3 separate regions of the Gossypium hirsutum genome follow, and regions 1 and 3 are each linked to region 2. The links are chromatin contacts, called in public Hi-C maps. All regions are on one chromosome and are shown on one strand. The core of a region is the stretch at or near the end of the contact, and the rest is flanking DNA. Distances in the headings are between cores, read along the strand shown. Region 1 holds the start of LOC107939615 (bZIP transcription factor 44). Region 2 holds the start of LOC107938881 (basic leucine zipper 4). Region 3 has its middle 32 kb from the start of LOC121211384.

Region 1 (3,087 bases), core at 229-2,728, 220 kb before region 2:
TAATATTTAAAAATTATAAAGATGTAGGCTATTAAAATACTGAAATTGTATTTTTTTCTTGTAAAAATTACAATTTAATTTTGACCCCTAAAAAAATTTCTATTTTCGCCCATGATATTATGTTTAATAGTAAAAAATTTTTGAAATTTACAAGAGTTAATTGTCACATAATTATTCCAATTCTCTATCTCTCAGAGTTTAATTTTAGTACTTCACGAATAATTACTCATTTATAATTATTAACAATTACCCTCAAATGATTGAATAAATTTTTAAATACAACCATTAATTATTCAATTTTTTTCCCTTTTCCTTTATTTATTTTTATCCTCAATGATGATTCTATCAAACTAAACACTTCCATATATACAAATTTGATTAATGATGAATAATAACATCAAAATTGTTTTTAGGATAAAAAAACGGAAGTCAAAAACTTGAAATAATTTCTTAATATTTGTCTTAAATTATTAGCTGTGGGTGACATACACCTTTTAACTTTTCTCAATTTCATAATTAATAACAATTAAATTTTTAACCTTCTTTTTAGATTATATAAAATCTTTTAAGTGAAAACGTCATTTGATATTGATTTCCAGTTTTAACGCTACTTATGGTGTAATTAATGCAATTAATCAGACACCGGTTTTGCCCCCGGTTCGACTCTCCATACTCCCACGTAAGGACCTTTTCAATTATTGGCTCATCCTATTATAATAATTTATTTTACTTTTTACAAAAATAATATTAACTTTTTGATTAATTTTTTTTGTCTTTTTTATTGTTTAAAGTTATTTCTCAAATTATTTTAAAATTGATATTTAATAATTTTATTGATGTCATGTATGTTATTTTTTAAAATTTTAAAAAATTAATTAATTGTTAATGTGGTGCCATATATACAGTCATTTACATGCATATCATATTAGCAAATTTAATATTTATTTTGATGTGGTTTGATAAATAATACAAATTTAAAAAAAATACGAAAAATTAAATAAAAAATTAAAATAATTTTTTTAAATTGGAGGAAAAAAATTATTGTGCCATAATAATTTGGCACGTGTCCTCGTGATCCTCACACTACTTTTTTTTCCCTACAAAAAGTATGGCTGAAACACCACCATATTTCTCCAAAAAAAATAAATAAATAAATAAAAACACCGTATTGCCACCTGACTCAAAAGTTATTGAATAGAGAGGAAAAGTAGGGCGGGGCGGGTTTAATTTGTGTTCATAGGGGATATTCTAGTACATAATAATAGTTAATATATTAGTCAATGAAGTAGGTTTAATAATAAAGATTTAAAATATGATTACCAAAAATATCAAATAAACTTCTCTACTTTAATTACATATTGTATTGATTATATGTAGTATGTTACCAAAATACCCTTGAGTTTCAGTCATGTAGAGCCCACACCGGTCCTCAAATTTGTCCATAAATATGAGCCCCCTAGGCTGCATTTCTTCCCTTTTTTCCTCCTTCTCACCTTTCCCATATATAAATTTACAAGTTTTTGGTTTTCTTTTTGTTCTTACTGTTATTAGTTAAGCCATGTTGTCCACTGTTCCGACGATGGAAAGTCTCGAATGCGATTGGGATTGCTCCCAACTTTTTTCCACTATCCAATCAGTAGGACCCGCTCGGTCGGGTTCTGCTTCGAGTGAACCAAACCAAACCCACTCCAATTCCGGTTTGGATGAATCAAACCTAAAGCTTTCCATCATTGAGGAACGCAAGAGAAGACGGATGATGTCGAACCGGGAGTCGGCCAGGAGGTCACGGATGCGCAAACAGAAGCATTTAGAAAACCTAAGGAATCTGGTGAACCGGCTTAGAATCGAGAACCGAGAACTGACTAGCCGCTTGAGGTTCCTTTTGTACCACTGTCACCGTGTAAGGACTGACAACGACAGCCTCCGATCTGAGTACACTGTTCTCCGACAAAAATTGTCGGACATACAGCAAATTTTGCTATTCAAGCAACTGCAACAGTTTTCATCTACATGGCCATACAATAACGTTCCTGTCATGTCCGAACAAACTCCACCACCATTAATCATCTAAATGCATACATATATTAAACTTCACAATAAACTACATTAAAATTCTCTCCACAAACGAGAAGCTAGCTATCTCTATCTCTTTCTGTAAATTAAAATGGTGATAGAGAAAGAAAATTAATAGGTTTTCTCTGGGTTCTTTTCTGTCTTCCTTTTTTGCCGAAGAGAGGAAGAAACCAGAGTATTGTAGTGTACTAAAAACAAGTTAGTCAGTGTTTGGTTTTCGTCAAAGTTATTTTTGTTGTCTTCTTCCTTCTTCTTAGCATCGGAAAGTCGTCTAGTTTTAAGCTCCTATTATATGGTTTTGTTTATATTTAATTGAACTTACCTTTTTATTATTTTTGTTAGAATATGTATATCTTTTTATATTTAAAATTTAATCATTTTTTTACTTGAATTTTTAAAATTTTTAAAATTATTTTGTTAAATTTATTGGTGTAACATTTTAAAATAATAAAAATACGTACTTAATCATGTAACAAAAAAATTAATTTTTTTATAGACTTGAATTTAACAAAATATGTCTAGTTATGTTTATAATTAAACTAAAATTTTTAAATTAAAAAAATAAAAAATTACATTAAATTAAAATGATGAAACTCTAAACATAAAAAAGTAATACAAAGACTCAGCCATTATTTTATAGCAATCCAAGTGTTAGCAATGTCTCAAAGATATCATTTGATTTCGGGTTTGATCTGATGACCTTAATCACTCCATTGAATTTGGAGAGACATGATCAAGTTTTTAAAATCCCCTTCCTTAAATTTAATATTTTATTATAACCAAAAGTTCCTTCCATTGGGCATAAAGTAAAATGGGAGATATTGAAATTACCGGTCAAGCAAAGGTTTTACGCGAGTTATTTTTTTGGAATAGAATTATACATAGAATTCTTAAATCATCATAACATCATTAAAACCCTAAATCATGTATATATAGTAAAGCAATGAATGAACACAAATTTAGTAAGTATACTTAGCTGACATAATTAGAATGTTGACATTTGAAACAAATAAT
Region 2 (2,786 bases), core at 88-2,587:
TAAATTTACACAGAATTAAACTTAAGTTGAGAGTTCAAAGACAAAGGTTGAGTAAAAAAGATAACAAAAATTTCCAATAGTGGGACTTAAATCCCTAATCTCAAACACACAACCAATGCTCCAAACCACTGAAGTAAATACATATCTTATGACTAAATTTAACAAACAAAAATTTAAAATTTTGAGGCGTTACATTGAAGGTTAAAGTTATTGGATTTTTTAGAATTTGAACATAATTTTGTAAACATTAAGGGTTAAATTTTTTGAATTTTTTTAATATTTAAGATCAAATTAATAGAATGCCTAAACATTAGGGGGTTGAATTTGTTATTAGACTAATAAAAAAAGGGCTTTCCGTCACTCATCTAACGGCAACTAATGGGGGAATGATTAAATTATTTAATTTCTAAAAGTTTAGTGATTAAATAAAAAAACAATAGCTAGGTGACTAAAATAGAACTAAAGACATAGTTAGGTGACTATTTTTATAATTTACCCTTAATTGTTGTATATAATCTGATTTATATACTAAATACATATGTTTATGTTTAAACTTTTAAGAGTGAGGTTGGGCGAAGAATTTTAAATTTTTAGAGATTTTTAAAATGTTAGTATTTTAGAATTCATAAATTCAAAATGGTAATAATTGTAATTGATTAGTTTGGATAAATAGTTCTTCCATGAAAACTTGAAATAATGAAATTTTACAAACTAAAAATATAATTATAAAAGAAAATTAATAATATAGAAAATATTCAATAGGAATATCATTAGATTTGTAAAAATTATAAATATTTTTAACAAAATAATTTTTTTAAAAAAACTAAAATTATGTAAAATAAATCGGATATCAAATTCCTCAAAAAAAAAATTAATTACTATATTATTTTTACCGAAACAACACTCTAAATCCTTGGTTGAAACACACACCTTATGGCATAACATTGTACTAAACTTTGTTGAAAATTTTGGAAAATGATCCATGACTATGAGGAAGTAGGAATTTATGTGATGTTCCTTACATTCAGGAACTTCCTAAGAAGCAGGAACTTAAATTTCTTTCACATTCCTGTTCATTAGTTGAATTAAATTAATTATGGGGTAATGATGCCGCCCCAGAAAAGTTTGATTAAATTATAATAAAAATTTAAAAGTAGGCCTCATAGATGGACATGATCGAATGCTTTTGATCTGATGGAGACTTGAACCATCTATCTACTCCCACCCATCACCTAAATAAATGGCTTTTTAATTAACTCTACTTTATTGATAATATTACCAAACTACCCTTAAGCTGCCCATAAATACAGGCCTCCTACGCTGCATTTCTTCCCTTTTCTCCTCCTTTTCTTTCCCCATGTATGTTTGTTATTCTTAAAGGAAGCCATGTTGTCCACTGTTCCGGCCATTATTTCCTCCAATCCCATGATGGAAAGTGATCCATTTCCCTCTCTCCAAAGCGCTTGGGATTGCTCCCAACTTTTTTCCACTACCCAATCAGTAGGACCCGCTCGGTCCGGTTCCGCTTCGACTGAACTGAACCAAACCCAAACCCAAACTCACTCCAATTCCGGTTTGGACGAATCAAACCAAACGCTTTTCATCATCGATGAAAGAAAGAGAAGACGCATGATATCGAACCGGGAATCGGCCAGGAGGTCACGGATGCGTAAACAGAAGCATTTAGAAAACCTAAGGAACCAGGCGAACCGGCTTAGAATCGAGAACCGACAACTGACTTACCGTTTGAGGTTCCTTTTGTACCACTGTCATCGTGTAAGGACTGACAACGACCGCCTCCGATCCGAGTCCACTCTGCTCCGACAAAAATTGTCGGACATGCATCAAAATTTGCTATTCAAGCAGCTGCAGCAGTTTTCATCTGCATGGCCATGCAATAATGTGACTGTCATGTCCGAAAAAATTCCACCACCATTAATCATCTAAACGCATACATATATTAAACTTCACAATAAAACTACATTAAATTTCTCTCCAAAAGCGAGAAACTAGCTATCTCTTTCTGTAAATTAAAATGGTGTTAGAGAAAGAAAATGGATGGGTTTTTTTTCTGTCTTCCTTTTTTGCTAAAGAGATACGAAACCACAGAGTATTATAGTGTAGAAATAAGTTGAGTCAGTGTTTGGTTTTTGTCAACGTTATTTTTGTTTTCTTCTTTTTTATTGTTAGCTTTGAAAAATCCCTCCCACTATGCAATATAGCAAATCATTGAAACTTACTTTTTTATTATTTTGTATATCTCATCCCAGTGTCTCAAAGTTATCATTTAATTTTGGGTTTCATTTCATCACTCCATTGGGCTTCTAAGATACTCTTGCTCTAATATTATATATGATAAAATATATTGGTGTTGGTAAACTATTCAAATTCGATTCGATAATTATCAAATTAAATTCGAATTTAATAATACTTTATTTGAACAGTTCACAAGTTATATTGAGCTTTTCATTTTTTTATTTTTGTTAAATTATGTAATTATTGAGTTGAGTTCAAGTTTAAATACAAAAATTAATAAATAAATTTAATCGATCTCAAACTTAAAAATATATCTTCGATCAAATTCGAGTTAAATATTAAACTTTAAATTTCAAATCAAATTAGAACTTAATAATATTTAGGCTCGGCTGAATTTGATTATGCTCCTAACAAAAACAAAAAAAAGTTATTGAAGGGTAAGGTTGTCCTTCCCTTTGGCATAAAGTGAAATAGAATATGCTAAAATTAACAGTGAAGGAAAGGTTTTAACGGCTAATGATGAATCCCCC
Region 3 (3,089 bases), core at 24-2,523, 140 kb after region 2:
ACAATATTTTCGTAGTAAAATCTGCTTACAGATTAGTGCATGCTAAAGAGGTTGAGACTGAGGGACTACATAGCTAAGAGAGAGACAAGTTGTGTATCAGAACGCCGAATAACCCTTTGGAGATTAATTTTACCTAGCAAGGTTTGTTTTTTAGCTAAAGATTGCTTCATGATCTGCCACCAATAAGTGTGCAATTTGAGGGGGTGCAAGGTACTGAAGATGATATTCACCCTTTTATGGACATGCGTTGCTTTCAATCAGCCCAGTTTCAGCTTAGTTAGAGGGCACCAATTTGATTAGATGTTTGATTAGAAGTGGTTACTATGATGGAAGCCTAGCAATACTCTTCAAGGCCCACTGGCTATTTGATTTATATGTTTGATATGTCAAAATCGAGAGCAATGCTTTATTGGTTATTGGAATATGTAATATCATAATAATAATGGTAGAGGTTTATTCTATTCAAAAGTCTATGCGGCTAAATCTCATTTATAAATTCTGTTTATTGTAAATATAAATTCAAATTTGAGTATAATTTTTTTCGTATCCTATATGAAATTAGACAAAATTTCATTTAGTTGTATCATTATTGAATTAATTTATGTCATTTGATAAATAATGAAAAAAGAGTAGGATTATTTTGAGAAATGGGAAATTTAAAATGTTTGGGGATGAAAATGGAAAAATGTTTATAATACTTAAGCCGAATCAGATGCAATTTGAAAGATTTTGTGCGCTCATGGATCGAGGCTTAACGGAAGAACTTTATAAGTTTCGAAAAATTGAATATCCAATGAAAGAAATTAAATTTCAATTTATTTGTAGAAACATATCAATTGGTGGAACTACCGATAAAAGAAAAGGATGTCGAACTTAGTTTAGTTATTTAAGCTTTTTTTTTTTTGTGTGTCCAATTAGGTACTTGAACTTAGCTTCATAATTCAAATTGGTTTAAATAAGTCATTCATTGTAAATATTAATTTGAAAAAAAAATTAAATTTAAGTACCAATTTAAACTAAAAAATTAAATTCAAATATTTAATTGACCCAAAAAAATTTAGTTACCAATTTAAAACTTAGGAGGAGGTTTAAGTTGGTGGTAGTCAATGGCTAATCAGTTATCTAATTATGGAATCATTGAGCAGTCTAATGGCAATACTGCCACGAAAAGATGGTAAAAACTCTTAGAAAGGAAATAATATTGGACTTGAAAAAAAGAAGTGATTTAGTGGGCTAGATCCCAGCCAATTGAAAACCTAATCCAAATAAGCAGCCCACACAATAGAAACGTTGATGATCTCTCAACCACCAATCCAGCAACAAGAAATTCCTCCCTCCACAAATTTCATCAAATAAAATTGGGGTCAAAATAAATCGACCATTTTTTGTTTCTTGGAAAGTTTTCAGTTTCCCACCCTCTGTATCCCTACAATGACCACCTTACCTTCACAAAACCTGCAATCGGTGCGACCTCTATATTTTTCTTCAATTAATTCTCTTAAATTTGGATCTCAAATTCCTTCATTAAAATTCCCCATTTCTTCTCCTATAAAACTAAAACCAGCCAAGCTTTTCACATGCAATAATGGCACCAACAACTCTGGGGTCGTGGGAAAAGCCTCTACCTCTGAATTCAGTGCAGATATAGGTGACGTCCTTGGGGATGTTACCATTTTCACTGCTGCTGATCAGCCTGTCTTTCTCAAAGACCTTAGGGACCAAAACCAAGTAAATTTTACTCCTTTCTTATTGCTAAAAACTTGCTCCGATCTTTGCCTTTTATTAATTTATTCTCTTTACCCCCAACAGGGAATTGCAGTTGTTGCACATCTACGCCATTTCGGATGCCCTTGTTGGTCCTCACTTGACTGGGCGTTTATTTATTTATTTATTTATTGTATGTGTAAATTTATATGATTCATTGCTAAACAAGTTATGTTCTTTGATTCATTATTAGCTGGGAACTTGGTTTAGAATTGAAAGAAGCAAAAGCAAGATTTGAATCAGCTGGAGTTAAACTGATTGCAATCGGCGTTGGTACACCTAACAAAGCACGTTTGCTTGCAGAACGGGTACCATTGATACCAAATTTATTATTATTATTATAATTATTGTTGTTAACAAATTTCATAAGTTGGCTCACTGAAATTGATTCAGCTACCATTTCCAATGGATTGCCTTTACGCTGATCCAAACCGAGAGGTAATATCAGTGTGTTAATGGATCCATATTTTCCCTTTAATTGGTTTTTTTAACATTCTCCTTTTCAGGCATATGATATTTTGGGCCTATATTATGGCTTTGGTCGTACATTTTTCAACCCAGCAAGTGTACATCTCTTTTCCATTCTCTGCAGTATTTTGTTCTCGATTTTTCAGATTTCAGTAATTTTGGACACAAACATCTATTACATTGATGGAGTGTAAAAATAAAACAAACACATGCTTGTCAATCATACACTGTCTAGGTCGTGCAGACTAAAGTGTTTTCAAGATTTGAGTCCCTGCAAGAAGCTGTAAAAAAACTACACAATTGAGGCCACCCCTGACGAAACAAGTAGTGTACTGCAACAGGTAAGCCTAATTTCATTTTAGCTTGTATAACCCTAAATTCACTGTTATAATATAAGTTTTCCTCTTTGATACTATCAAGGAGGGATGTTTGTGTTCAAAGGTAACAACTGTTAATATGCTCATAAAGATGAAGGAACCGGCGATCATGCACCTTTAGATCAAGTGTTTGATATATGTTGCAAAGTTCCGGCATGATGATAAAGTTAAAATGTATAGAATTTGAGATTTAGTCCCTGTATTTTAAAAGTTTAAAATTTAATCCTCCTACTCTTTTAATTTAAAATTCTTAATTCAATCATTACCATCGTTGGTAGTTTTTGTCTACTTATTATAGACTGATATAATAAATATATTAGATTGATTTGAAAATGTATAGGCATGATATTACAATTATATTGATAAATTCAATTTATTTATTGTTAAAATATTAATTATACAAAAAAAATAGTTAAGAAAGTGTATAAAAACTAATTTAAAAATATAATAGTGTATAAAGATCATTTCCCTATTCATACA

What was found. A called contact is a pair of places that touch in the nucleus more often than the background predicts.
Region 1: a Hi-C map of leaf shows a contact between it and region 2, with 2.2 times the contacts expected there. The contact joins the promoter of LOC107939615 here to the promoter of LOC107938881 in region 2. A contact is called at or near these places in 5 of 34 Hi-C or Micro-C datasets (hypocotyl, leaf and petal).
Region 3: a contact with region 2 is called in a Hi-C map of leaf, with 2.3 times the contacts expected there. The contact joins the enhancer-like site here to the promoter of LOC107938881 in region 2. A contact is called at or near these places in 8 of 34 Hi-C or Micro-C datasets (callus, hypocotyl and leaf).

The regions. Positions count from the first base shown.
Region 1 is chrA12:44,039,651-44,042,737 of Gossypium_hirsutum_v2.1, forward strand. It overlaps LOC107939615 (bZIP transcription factor 44), which reads left to right and starts at 1,479. Exons shown (of 1, transcript XM_016872960.2): 1 at 1,479-2,374. The coding sequence starts at 1,559. The coding sequence ends at 2,071.
Region 2 is chrA12:44,260,670-44,263,455 of Gossypium_hirsutum_v2.1, forward strand. LOC107938881 (basic leucine zipper 4) reads left to right here and starts at 1,338. Exons shown (of 1, transcript XM_016872132.2): 1 at 1,338-2,239. The coding sequence starts at 1,387. The coding sequence ends at 1,947.
Region 3 is chrA12:44,396,943-44,400,031 of Gossypium_hirsutum_v2.1, forward strand. It overlaps the pseudogene LOC107924374. Among protein-coding and RNA genes, the nearest start is that of LOC121211384, 32 kb to the right of the region's middle. Within about 2 kb of position 1,274, at least 8 of the 9 cell types and tissues checked have an H3K27ac peak or open chromatin away from gene starts, as enhancers often do. A contact at or near this core is called in hypocotyl and leaf, where this site is marked.